Regions from separate parts of the Danio rerio genome. Here region 1 is linked to region 2. The links are chromatin contacts, called in public Hi-C maps. All regions are on one chromosome and are shown on one strand. Each heading gives the region's core, a stretch centred on a gene start, on an enhancer-like site or on the middle of the called end of the contact. The rest is flanking DNA. Distances are from core to core; before and after follow the strand shown. Region 1 overlaps cdk15 (cyclin-dependent kinase 15). Region 2 holds the start of nop58 (NOP58 ribonucleoprotein homolog (yeast)).

Region 1 (5,595 bases), core at 1,791-4,290, 69 kb before region 2:
CGCGATATGGTGAATAAATCACACCTACTAGTACAGGAGCCAATCATTGATCGCGATATGGCGAATAAGTCACACCTTCTAGTACAGGAGCCAATCATTGATCGCGATATGGCGAATAAGTCACACCTTCTAGTACAGGAGCCAATCATTGATCGCGATATGGTGAATAAATCACACCTACTAGTACAGGAGCCAATCATTGATCGCGATATGGCGAATAAGTCACACCTTCTAGTACAGGAGCCAATCATTGATCGCGATATGGCGAATAAGTCACACCTTCTAGTACAGGAGCCAATCATTGATCGCGATATGGTGAATAAATCACACCTTCTAGTACAGGAGTCAATTATCGATCGCTATAAACTGACGATACTTCAGGGGAGGGGCTCGGAGAAGTGAGTTTATGCAGATTTTGTGTGATTTGGATGTTTAGAAGTGAAACTAAATAGACAATTTTTGTTCACTTTTATTGGTGATTACTGGTATGAAATTTAATGGTAAGCTTGGCAAGCAGTTTTGGAGAATTTGATGTTTCCCCATTCAGACAGAATGCCTGAGCATACTGCCCAAGAGGTGTTTCAAAGATGGCCGCTGAGTGAAATTATTTGCCTTAAAGGGTCTTTGGTGCAAGGCAGGCGGCGTGGGTCATGCCGATCACTTGATGCAGAAGTTTAAACCAGCCTTCAGCCGAAGGAAAATGAATGATTGAATTTGAATATCTATTCACATTCCACTGTAAGGTATTTTCGTGATTCTAAAATACATTATAAAATAAATTTGAGTTCAAAATATTTTATTCAGCCTCACAGTTATAGTATTTCGCATATATATTATCCAGAGTTTTGATTTATTTATTTATTTTCTACCGTATGAATGTGGGTTTACTGAAGCCGGCAGACTCTGGATGTATGTGTATATACAGTGTGCTGTAGAGAAGCTGGCTGAACTGGCTGTGGTCTCTCAGGTATATGCAGGTGTGCTGAAGCCTAAGTGTGGTCTCAGGTTTCAGCCAGGAATGACCGGGTGGCCTGAGACCACAGACACTGACAGAAGGACACTCAGAAAAGCAGCTCTTTATAGCAAGAACCATTTTTACTTTTATAAGGCCCTTAAGTGGTTTGCACGTTTCTTTGGATGTTAAATAGACATTAATAGTTCAGTAGTTCACCCTAAAAATGGTTTACCTAATTTTTCCAAGCCCATGATAATTTTTTTTTCTGTGGGAGATAAAAGCAGTGTTATTTTTATGCTATTATGTATAATTTATTTTAAAAAGTTACTTTTTAAAGTTTCATTAGCATTACATACAGTTAAAAGTCCAAATTAAAGGCTGGGGATCGTTACAAACAAATTTCTGTTGCTCTGAAAGTTCCAATGAGCTCAGTGTTGTCCATCATCCAAAAGTGGAAGATGTTTGGAACCACCAGGACTCTTCCTAGTGCTGGCCGGCCATTTAAGCTGAGTGATCGCGAAAAAAGGGCCTTAGTCAGGGAGGTGATCAATAACCTAATGGTCACTCTGTCTGAACTCCAGGGTTCTTCTCTGGAGAAAGGAGAACCTTACAGAAGGACAACCATCTGTGCAACCATCCACCAATCAGGCCTGTATGGTAGAGTGGCCAGACAGAAGCCACTCCCTGCCTGGAATTTGCCAAAAGGCATCTGAAGGACTCTCAGACCATAAGAAATAAAATTCTCTGGTCTGATGAGACTAAAATTAACTTCTTTGGAGTAAAGGTGTTATGTTTGGAGAAAACCAGGCACCACTCATCACCAGGCTAATACCATCCCTACAGTGAAGAATGGTGGTGGCAGCATCATGCTGTGGGGATGTTTTTTAGCAGCAGGAACTGGAAGACTAGTCAGGATAGAGGAAAAGATGAATGCAGCAATGTACAGACACATCCTGAATCAAAACCTGCTTCAGAGTGCTCTTGACCTCAGACTGGGGCGACTGTTCATCTTTCAGCAGGACAATGACCCAAAGCACACCACCAAAATATTAATGGAGTGGCTTCACAACAACTCAGTAAATGTCCTTGTGTGGCTCAGCCAGAGCCCAGACCTAAATTCTATTGAACATCTCTGGAGAGATCTGAAAATGGCTGTCCACTGTCGCTTCCCATCCAACCTGATAGAGCTTGAGAGGTACTGCAAAGAGGATTGGCCAACAATTCTCAAAAACAGGTGTACCAAACTTGAGGCATCATATTCAAAAAGACGTGAGGCTGTAATTACTGCCAAAGGTGCATCAACATAGTATTGAGCAATGGCTGTTTTTTCAGGTTTTTTATTTTTTTTAAATTAGCAACAATTTCAAGAAATCTTTTTTCACATTGTCATTATGGGGTACTGTGTGCAGAATTTTAAGAAAATAAATTAATTTTATCCATAAAGCTGTAACATAAGAAAATGGGGAAAAAAGTAAAGTGCTATAAATACTTTCCGGATGCACAGTAATACATCCATAAATGCATATAATGTTCATATATTTTGTAAAAAAAAAACAAAAAACTGAATATTAAAAGATTTCAAGGACTTGAGTTGCTGATGACCATTAAATGCATCATAACAGTCTTGTGAAAAGGGTCTATAGAGGGGAAATTTTGACCAACCATTCTGGAAGTGAACTACTCCTTTAATAATGATAACTGTTGGAGCTTGCTGTAGCCCCAGTCACCACTCCCTTTCACTGCATGAAAAAGAGCAGCCTGAACATTCTGCCAAACATCTCTTTTTGGAAGTCATGCAGGTTTGGAACAACGCAAAGAAGTGTAAGCAATGAAGATTGTCTTAACGTGCTGAGAGAAGACACTTGATCAGAGCTGGATGTTTTGGTGGTCTGTTAAGCTTTAAAAAAGGTGTCTTTGTGTTCCTCTAGAGTGGTTCCTGCCCTGCAAGCCCCAGCAATTCCGAGATGTCTGGAAAAGGTAAGACCAGTTCATGCGTGCATGCTCGTGCTCGTATGTGTGTGTGTCTTGGCTCCAAGGGGGAACAGAAGGGTTTTTGTATAGAAGTCTTCAGCCACCCCCACACTAATGGATGTCTGACCCATAGCTCTCTCGCTCTGTTTCTCTGTGTGTGTGTACACTGGCTCAGGCTCTCTCAGTTACCTTATAAGACGGAGGATCTGGCCCAGCAGATGCTGATGATGAATCCAAAGGACAGGATTTCAGCCCAGGATGCATTGCTGCACCCATATTTCAACACTCTTCCACCTCCGTTAATGCATCTAAGGGACAGTAAGTGCCGGAGAATTTCACTATATGAGCGGAATGCACGCCATTCCAGCTTCAAAGGTTAATCCGGTCCCGTTACAGACCAGATCAAAGCCAAATCCCTCCTAGTTACTGTCAAAAGCTGGCAACCTTTTTCAACACCGACTCGAGATGAAAAGAGATTATGCAATCTTAGAAACGTCGGTTTCCTGCTGTCTCTTTGTATGTGCTGTCGTTTCTCTGACCCGCTCTCTTTCTCCGCCAGCTGTGTCCATCTTTAAGGTGCCGGGCGTGAGGTTGGAGTCGGAAGCGAGGGATATCTTCAGCCCCAGCAGACGAACGAAGACGCCTCTCGCTCCACTGGCCAAATGCTGGTGAAAGACTCTCTTCTGTTAATAGTTGGTGTGCTTGTGACAACTAAAAACACACCAGCATGAGTAAACGGGACAATAGCTATGCTTCCATCCATCTATTTTAAAGGTCATAAAACCCTGGACTCAATTTTCAGGCATTTTAACAGATTTGTCATCAAGGTTAGCATCTGTTAGCTTCAATTATAGATAATAGTTGGTTACTTTCTTTTAATATTACTAGCCACTTGCCCTTTTTACTAGCCACGATTTTGTTGTAGGGAGATATATTTTACATGCATAACATTTGACTTTGGCTAAAATGACTTGATTTAGATTTTATGTTATGTCCACATGCCTCCTCCCACATGCTTTGTTTGTGTTGTGTATGAGCTTGCTTAATGAGCATAAGCAATTGGGTTAAGCTTTTATAGTGTCGCATTGCAAATAGTTTTATTTCACATGACTATTCAGGGCTCAACACTAAAGATTCATTTTCTCAAATTTTATCACAATTTTTTCTGACCACACCAAAAATAAATAATTTTTTCTTAGCCACAATTTTTTAATAATGTGTCAAAAACAAGCAAAATATAGCTGTATAGATGCACTTTTTATTCAACAAATTTAAAAAAAAGAAAAAAAAGAAACTATTGATAATTAAAATATCATTATTACCATGTATCTAAAATAACGACTAGGTCTCTTAGATCACCAGTTAACTACACATAAATGGGGAGTTAATCTCCTATTAAAGCAATGTTATTGTAAAAAAAAATTAATTAAACCATATTAAACATAACTAAGCAAAAGAAAGCAGGTGAAAAATATAGGCCTACCGTATGTGATAACGAACAAATGATCACGTGCATATGGTTAGGCCAGTAACAATCTGTTCAAAGAATGGTTAAAGCAAAAGTGGCAACTACTGTTGGTTGCAAAAAAACATTTTTAAAAACATCAGGGGCCTCATGTACGAAGACTTGCGTTGAATTCATACTAAAACGTACACGCACATTCACAGCTTTATGTGTACGCAGTAAAAAATTCAGATGTATGAAACACTGCATACACGGAATCTCACGCATATTCTCTTTGTACATCCAACTTACCGTGAAACTGACCACACGTGCAGGAGCGCAAAACCTCTCCCTGCCTCCTCCCCCTAATAATAACCTCCTCCACACCATCATTGTTTGTTGCTTTAGCTCTGTCAAAAATTACAGTTGGATGGGCGTGGTTAAGTATGTTAGCCACGCCCAATCCCTCCGACAGACCTAATCTGAGAATTTAACTGAAAACAAAGGGCAAATGATTTTTTTCTTAATGACATTAGATGAATCATTCACCACAAAACTAAAGCTAACAAAATCAACATGGTTAGTTTGGATTTTATGTGTACTTTAAAGCGTATTTAATAATATCGCTCAAAAATATGGAAGATGACAAGATGCTCATAAATATTTGAATTAAACTAATGCTCACAACTGATTAAAATAAACCCTTCATCCAATAAAAAAATGGGTTTAAAATGCTGTGGGAACGCATTTACTGAATTAAATTTCAGGATGCGCATCAAAGTGTGATTCGGTTTGAAGATTTAGTTTCATCATGTGTTGACAAAAATGGGTGTGATGGGACAGCGTTTAATGAACAAACCAGCAGGCTGACAACATTGCACAATGTCTGAAATGTTGTTTTGGTCATTCTAGAATTGTCTAAAAAGCGTCTGTGTTTCAAAAGCCACCACACATTCATAGCAGTTTGTCTTTATTATCTGAGGCGAAAGTAATTTAGTATATGTAACGATGGGGTGGAGTGACAGACACAACAGGAGGTAAGATCCAATATGCAGGTTTATACCGCGTCAGGCAAGCAGTGGTCATACAGGTGCAAACGGGTATGTTAAGGCAGTCCAGAATCGTAGTCGGTATAAACAGGCAACAGGTCAAAAGGCAGGTGGCTAAACAGGAGAACAAAGGTAAACAAGGCTAGGGTCTAACACGGAGAAACAAGACAGGGAGA
Region 2 (5,962 bases), core at 245-2,744:
GTTTAGACTCACCGTGTCTGACATGATATTCCGCAATGTGCAGCCCTTCTGTAGATCAAGATTGTTTGATTTAAACGATACAGTGTTATGTACAGTAATGAGAGGTTTTGATAGTGCTACCAGCAGACCCACAACACAGCGCCGTTGACGTCATTGGAAAGGGGCTGGACTTTCTATGACACTGGGTCGATGACCCAACGAGCGTTGTTTTTCTCACCACGCTCTTTCTGATTGGCTCCAATCGCCATCTGCGATGTTGCTATTGGTAAAACATAGGGAGGCCCGTATTTTGCAAAAAAAAAAAAAAAAAAAACACATCAGTATTTTGGTCACGAAATATTAGAGTGCAAAAATAATGTGACAACTACACTACACCTCTGGAGGACGAAACCTGCAAAAGCAACAAATAAATAAATACGCAAATAAATAAATTAATTAACACATGTACAAATTCCTTCATAAATAAAACAGTAAATAAATACGCAAATAAATAAATAAATAAATGACTAAATATATACACAAGTTCCTACATAAATAAAATAATTAATAAATAACTACACGAATAAATGAATAAATACTCAAATCCCTGTGTAAATAAAACAATAAATAAATAAATACACAAAAAATAAATAAATACAAATTCTTGCATAAATAAAACAATAAATAAATAAATACACAAATAAATTAATAAATAAATAGACAAATTCCTGCATAAATAAAACAATAAATAAACATGCTAAATAAATAAACAAATGTACAAAATAAATACACAAATTAAAAAGATAAAAAATAAAAAGCAATGAATAAATAAAGTAAATAAATAAAGCAATAAATAAATAAAACAATAAATTAATATGCAAATAAAAAATCAATTAGTTAATAAATTCGCAAATTCCTGCATAAATAAAACAATAAATCGTTTATTTTATGTATTTATAACTTTTAATGCCATAGATTTTAAAAAAGACATTAAGACTAATTCAGTGGATCAAAGGTAATATAAAAAATCTGTATAATGTTACTGAACATTTTATTTCAAATACAGTTTCTTCTGAGAATTTTAGAAAGCTGAATGTATTGTGTATTTAACAGAAATATCAAGCAGAATTATTATTAATCATAGAGCACCAAGTAAAATTGACCATAACAAATTCTGAACTCTCATTGGAATATTAAACATATTTACATACAACAATACAGATATTTAAAATTGAAATAATATTTCATATTATAATTGTTTATTCATCTTTTTGTCTAAAACATTTAAATATCTTTTTTTTTTACAAAACTTTTGTTTAGTATATTATTATTATCATCATCATCATCATCATCATCATCATCATCATCATCATCATCATCATCATCATCATCCTCATTATTTGGAATATGACATTATCCAAAATATTGTCTCTACACACTTTGAATATAAAACTCGAAAACTGAAAATCAACACGAGGTGATGGTGCATGAAAATGAGGCTGAGACTACTGCACATGCGCACATTTCACTGGCAGTATTGCGCATGCTCGTCCTGTCCCATGTGCGCCTCGTGGAGAGAGCGACTTCTTGTAGCGGAAGGCTCTCGGTCTCGGGAGCTCGACCTTAAACTTTATTCAGAGCAAGAAAAGCTGTTTCAAAAATGTTAGTGTTATTTGAAACTGCCGCCGGCTATGCCATTTTTAAGGTAAGCTCATTTTTTTGTGTTAATTAAATGTATTTGTAGCCGTTTTCTTGCAGTTGTGTAGCTTTTACGGTTACACTTAGCTAGCCGGCGAAGTTAGCAGTGCTGTCCGAGACTTTCAAAAAGACAAAACGTACAATCTAAGGATTTTTATTAATGCAAATGCTGTTAGTACATATGTAATTTTGTAGCTCACTCGTTTTTCCCCAGTGCGGTGTGTCAATGAGGGTAAAGCGGGTCTCATGTGGCCTGCTCTGCAGCACAGCCACGTTGTGTCTTCAGCGCTTTTTCTACACTCACTGTTAGTCGAGTTTGGACTGTTTTTAAAGTAGTCAAGATGATAAAATATAATTTAGTAGTTGCAAAACAGATGCAACAAATGTATTTACATATTTAATTAAATCTTATGAAGATATTTACTGTTTAAATGCACCTCGCCACTATAGCTCATGTTTCCACATGGTCGCTCAGCGTATAACGTTAGAGGTAACGTTAAAGTTGGTTTTATATTTTCACTTTCGCACATTCTCCTTAAATTAAGTTCAGAAAAGTATCATTTACAAATTCTGATTGGTAAAATTATATTAGTAGTCAATGGCTTATCAACGTATAACATTGTTCACAGTCGATTAATTGGTGCTTATGTTGCTTTAAGGCATACTTCAATGCGATTTCAGACCCAACACTCAAAGTACCATGATAAACAATATAGGGAATATTAAATGAATGACTGCGAATATAAAACCAACTTTACCTCAATGCTTAGTGTCGACCGCTTGAAGGCTTTAAGTAAGTCTAGTATTTAGATGGTGTCTGTGCACTTTAATCAACAGCTTTTTCTGTTGTCCAGGTCCTGGATGAACAGAAGCTCCAGCAGGTGGACAGCCTGTGGAAGGAGTTTGAGACGCCGGAAAAAGCCAACAAAGTGTGAGTTTTACAGTAGAAATGTGTAATATTATATTTAATGTTGCCTTGTCTCAGAAATGTCCTTGATTTGATGATGTTTAAGTCGAATTTTTGATAATATAGTTTATAAATAAGGAACCAAACATGCTTTAAGACCTTTGACACATATAATATTAAATTATTATTTTTTTATATATATTACTTTATCGATATAGTCATGTTTTATTTTCAGGTAATTTTGGACAATGTATGGCGTTTCATTTGGTGTCAACAATGCTTTAATCTCTATGAAGATTGTATAAGTGTCAACTTCTGTGAATTATTTTTACATGCTCCCCATTGACAAGTTGTACATTGTACACTAGGGGTGCAACAAATCAATATAATCACGGTTTCTGTATGGTATGGTTTGTGCTATGCTTAGAAAAAAATGACTACAGAACAATTCAAAGAACAATAAACATATTTATTGATGAACAAACACCTGACAATGCAATAGCTTTACACACATGACCTTAGATTTGCATGTTCTTGCATTAAATAAAAGTAGGGCATTTTGAAAATTGTATGTTCAAATAAACTGCTAAGAAAATAGAGAAAGCTTTAATTTTTCTATTTTACATCTCCACTCAACAGTCTCAACCAATTATGCTAATAATTGTCAACACATATTCGTAATTGGGCACTTTTAAAGTATTGATTACTTCTGTTTACATGATGCTTGCATTTCTAAGACAACAACACATTTTTATTTATGATTTCTTAATGAATTTATTATGATTCCAGAGGGCTCCTTTACACTTACTAGCACCATCGTAGTGAATGAAACTAAAGCAGAGAGAGTGTTGGGCTCTTCTCTCCTAATTCAGGGGGAACAGTCAGTCGAGAAGAAAACTTAGCAGACAGCGGGTAAAAAGAGTGAATAGCGGGGTTGATTGGTGCGGAAGAACACTCAGAAAGAGCGGGACTGAAGTAACTGTCCGAGCCCTTATGGGACGCTTCTGGGTCCTGACACGGACCTTGATCCACCTGTTGGTGACAACTGATCTAGGCTATCGCTGCAACAACAGCAAAAAAATGGCATTTATGTTTTTGTGTCTGTTGACACTGACAGCAATGCTCTGTGATTTGGCCTTACCTGCATCTTTGTGCTGTATCTTCACTTGCCATGCTGAAACCCACAGAAACTCCACACACACCGAAACGAGATGTGAATGTTAGGTCTTCGACGAGAATATCAACGTTAGAGTAAGCGTGAAAGATAATCAAAAGCATACAAAGGGGGGGAAACTGCCTTGTTGCAGTTGTTTCTACTAACAAACTAATATTAAAAAATGCATCTTCTGAGCCGTGAATCACAGGGCGCACCAAAACGTGGGAGAACAATAGGACAATACTTTTTTTTCAATAGGGAATCGTTGCATCCCTAATGTACAACTATTAGTGAACATTGCAGCATGTAAAATGTTACTTTTTTATATCTCTTTAGAAGTTGATGCAAGTAAACTTAATTTTAGGCTTGACTTTTCTAAGTAATGTATATTAAAAGTAATTCATATAACATCAATATAGGGAGTTTTCAGATTAGCCATTGTTACAAATTCACAAGTTCATTTCAGTCATAATTTTCATTTAGGTTGTGTAAATTCTTTAACATTTCAGGCAAATATGTAGTTTCAAATGTTTGCCGTCATTCTGCAATCACAAACAGTTTGTTAATCTCACTATTTGTATGTTTGTTTGATTTTCAGGGTAAAACTGAAGCATTTTGAGAAGTTCCAGGACACGACAGAAGCTCTCGCAGGTAACATTTCCATAATGATAAGCCTTATTGTAGAGCAGACTCTTAAAGTTTTTTTTTATTTGTATTTTTTTTATCTGTGCGTCTATGATGTTTCTGTTCACCCAATTCAACCATGAGGTCACCAAACAGTTATTCGTCACTACCACTGAGACCACAATTATCTTACTCTTAATGTATATAGTGCAAGACAAAACAGATATAAGAGTATTCACTTTCAAAATCCTTGTGCATCTTCAGCGGCCACAGCCATGGTGGAGGGCAAACTGGGGAAAAGTCTGAAGAAAGTTCTGAAGAAGGTTGTGGCCAAAGAGGCTCACGAGCAGCTGGCCATCACTGACGCTAAACTGGGAGGAGTCATTAAGGTAAGCTGCAGGATTTCAGGTTTTAATGTGCTGAAATGATACTGCAGATATTTGGACTGTGAGAAACAACAAGCTGTGATGATGATGACCATGCGTCATTTTGCTGAAAAATCATGAGGCTTTTTTGTCACTACCTCATCTGAGCTTGTTTATTTCTCAAGGAGTCATTTATTAAAGTTAATTTTTTTTATCCTATTACTTTAGATCCTTTTAGTTTGTTTTACACCACCTAATATCACCATATTCAGGCTGTTAATTACTTTTTCAACTGCCTGTTAACATTTATGTGAGTAAATATATTCAGTTTGAATGCACCGTAAATATGCTGGCTTCCACAATTAGTTTGTGTTGGGACAAAATGAAATGAATAGTCTTTACAAATTTAGGTGGATTGAAGAAAACAGTAAGGTTTGCCCTAAGAATCGTTGTTTCAGTTCATTTTAAATGAGTAGTTTGAACACACAGCATATGTTTCAGAATATCTTTACCTACAAATCACTTAAAACATGTCATACATTTGGACTATTTTGTGCTAATTTTTAAAAATGATCTAAGTAAATAGATTTTTGGAATGCATTGGGAGGGTTAAGCAGTAGAACGGACACTGGTTCAGTTTCAATATTACCACTCTTGTGCACTGTAATGGGATATGCACATGGTATTTTCAGTAAACCAGCTCAATCCCTTCTGATGAACTTTTGTTCTGCCACTACAAAATAGCCACATTAAAGATTTGGGTTTTATTTTTGTTTTGTTTTTTTCCCCCAAAACTCTGATGTTCCATGCCTGACTAAGACACAATATGAAGTGGGTCTAAGACTGAACAAGCAGGACTGCGTTATTTCAGTTATTCTGTGCCATGTCTTTAAAATAGGAGTATATATTTTGACAGTATTTTCAATGGTATTTTAGTGATCGTCTGCTGATCCTCATGGTGCCTTCATCTCGTTTTGCGCCTGAAGAACTAAATCAATAAGATTAGTAAGCTGATTATAAGTTAATTACATTACATCAGTAATGTTGTAAAAGGGAACTGTTTGAAATTAAAAATAGTCAAATTATCCTTTTACCTGATATTTATAGGTGGCTGTAAAGCACTAGCTTTGCTTATACCACATTGCTTTAGGACAACCTTTTCTGTGTCCACTGAGACTCTCTGTCGCCCCCTGCAGGAAAAGCTAAACCTGAGCTGCGTGCACAGTCCTGCCG

Evidence for each region. A called contact is a pair of places that touch in the nucleus more often than the background predicts.
Region 1: a contact with region 2 is called in a Hi-C map of embryo, with 2.0 times the contacts expected there. The contact joins the enhancer-like site here to the promoter of nop58 in region 2. A contact is called at or near these places in 9 of 18 Hi-C or Micro-C datasets (caudal fin, embryo, fibroblasts and 2 more) and 1 of 4 datasets of contacts at active chromatin or transcription factors (caudal fin).

Annotation. Positions count from the first base shown.
Region 1 is chr6:10,669,941-10,675,535 of GRCz12tu, reverse strand. cdk15 (cyclin-dependent kinase 15) reads left to right here. Exons shown (of 14, transcript NM_001040308.1): 12 at 2,884-2,932; 13 at 3,102-3,244; 14 at 3,486-4,207. The coding sequence ends at 3,598. Among named protein-coding and RNA genes, the nearest start is that of cdk15, 42 kb to the left of the region's middle. Within about 2 kb of position 3,040, at least 19 of the 62 cell types and tissues checked have an H3K27ac peak or open chromatin away from gene starts, as enhancers often do.
Region 2 is chr6:10,598,779-10,604,740 of GRCz12tu, reverse strand. It overlaps nop58 (NOP58 ribonucleoprotein homolog (yeast)), which reads left to right and starts at 1,494. Exons shown (of 15, transcript NM_001009889.2): 1 at 1,494-1,684; 2 at 2,532-2,608; 3 at 4,339-4,391; 4 at 4,629-4,753; 5 at 5,926-5,962. The coding sequence starts at 1,640. sumo1 (small ubiquitin like modifier 1) reads right to left here and starts at 126. Exons shown (of 5, transcript NM_213159.1): 1 at 13-126. The coding sequence starts at 24. It overlaps LOC137496041 (small nucleolar RNA SNORD11B), which reads left to right and starts at 4,821; the gene lies at 4,821-4,903. It overlaps LOC137496040 (small nucleolar RNA SNORD70), which reads left to right and starts at 4,462; the gene lies at 4,462-4,552.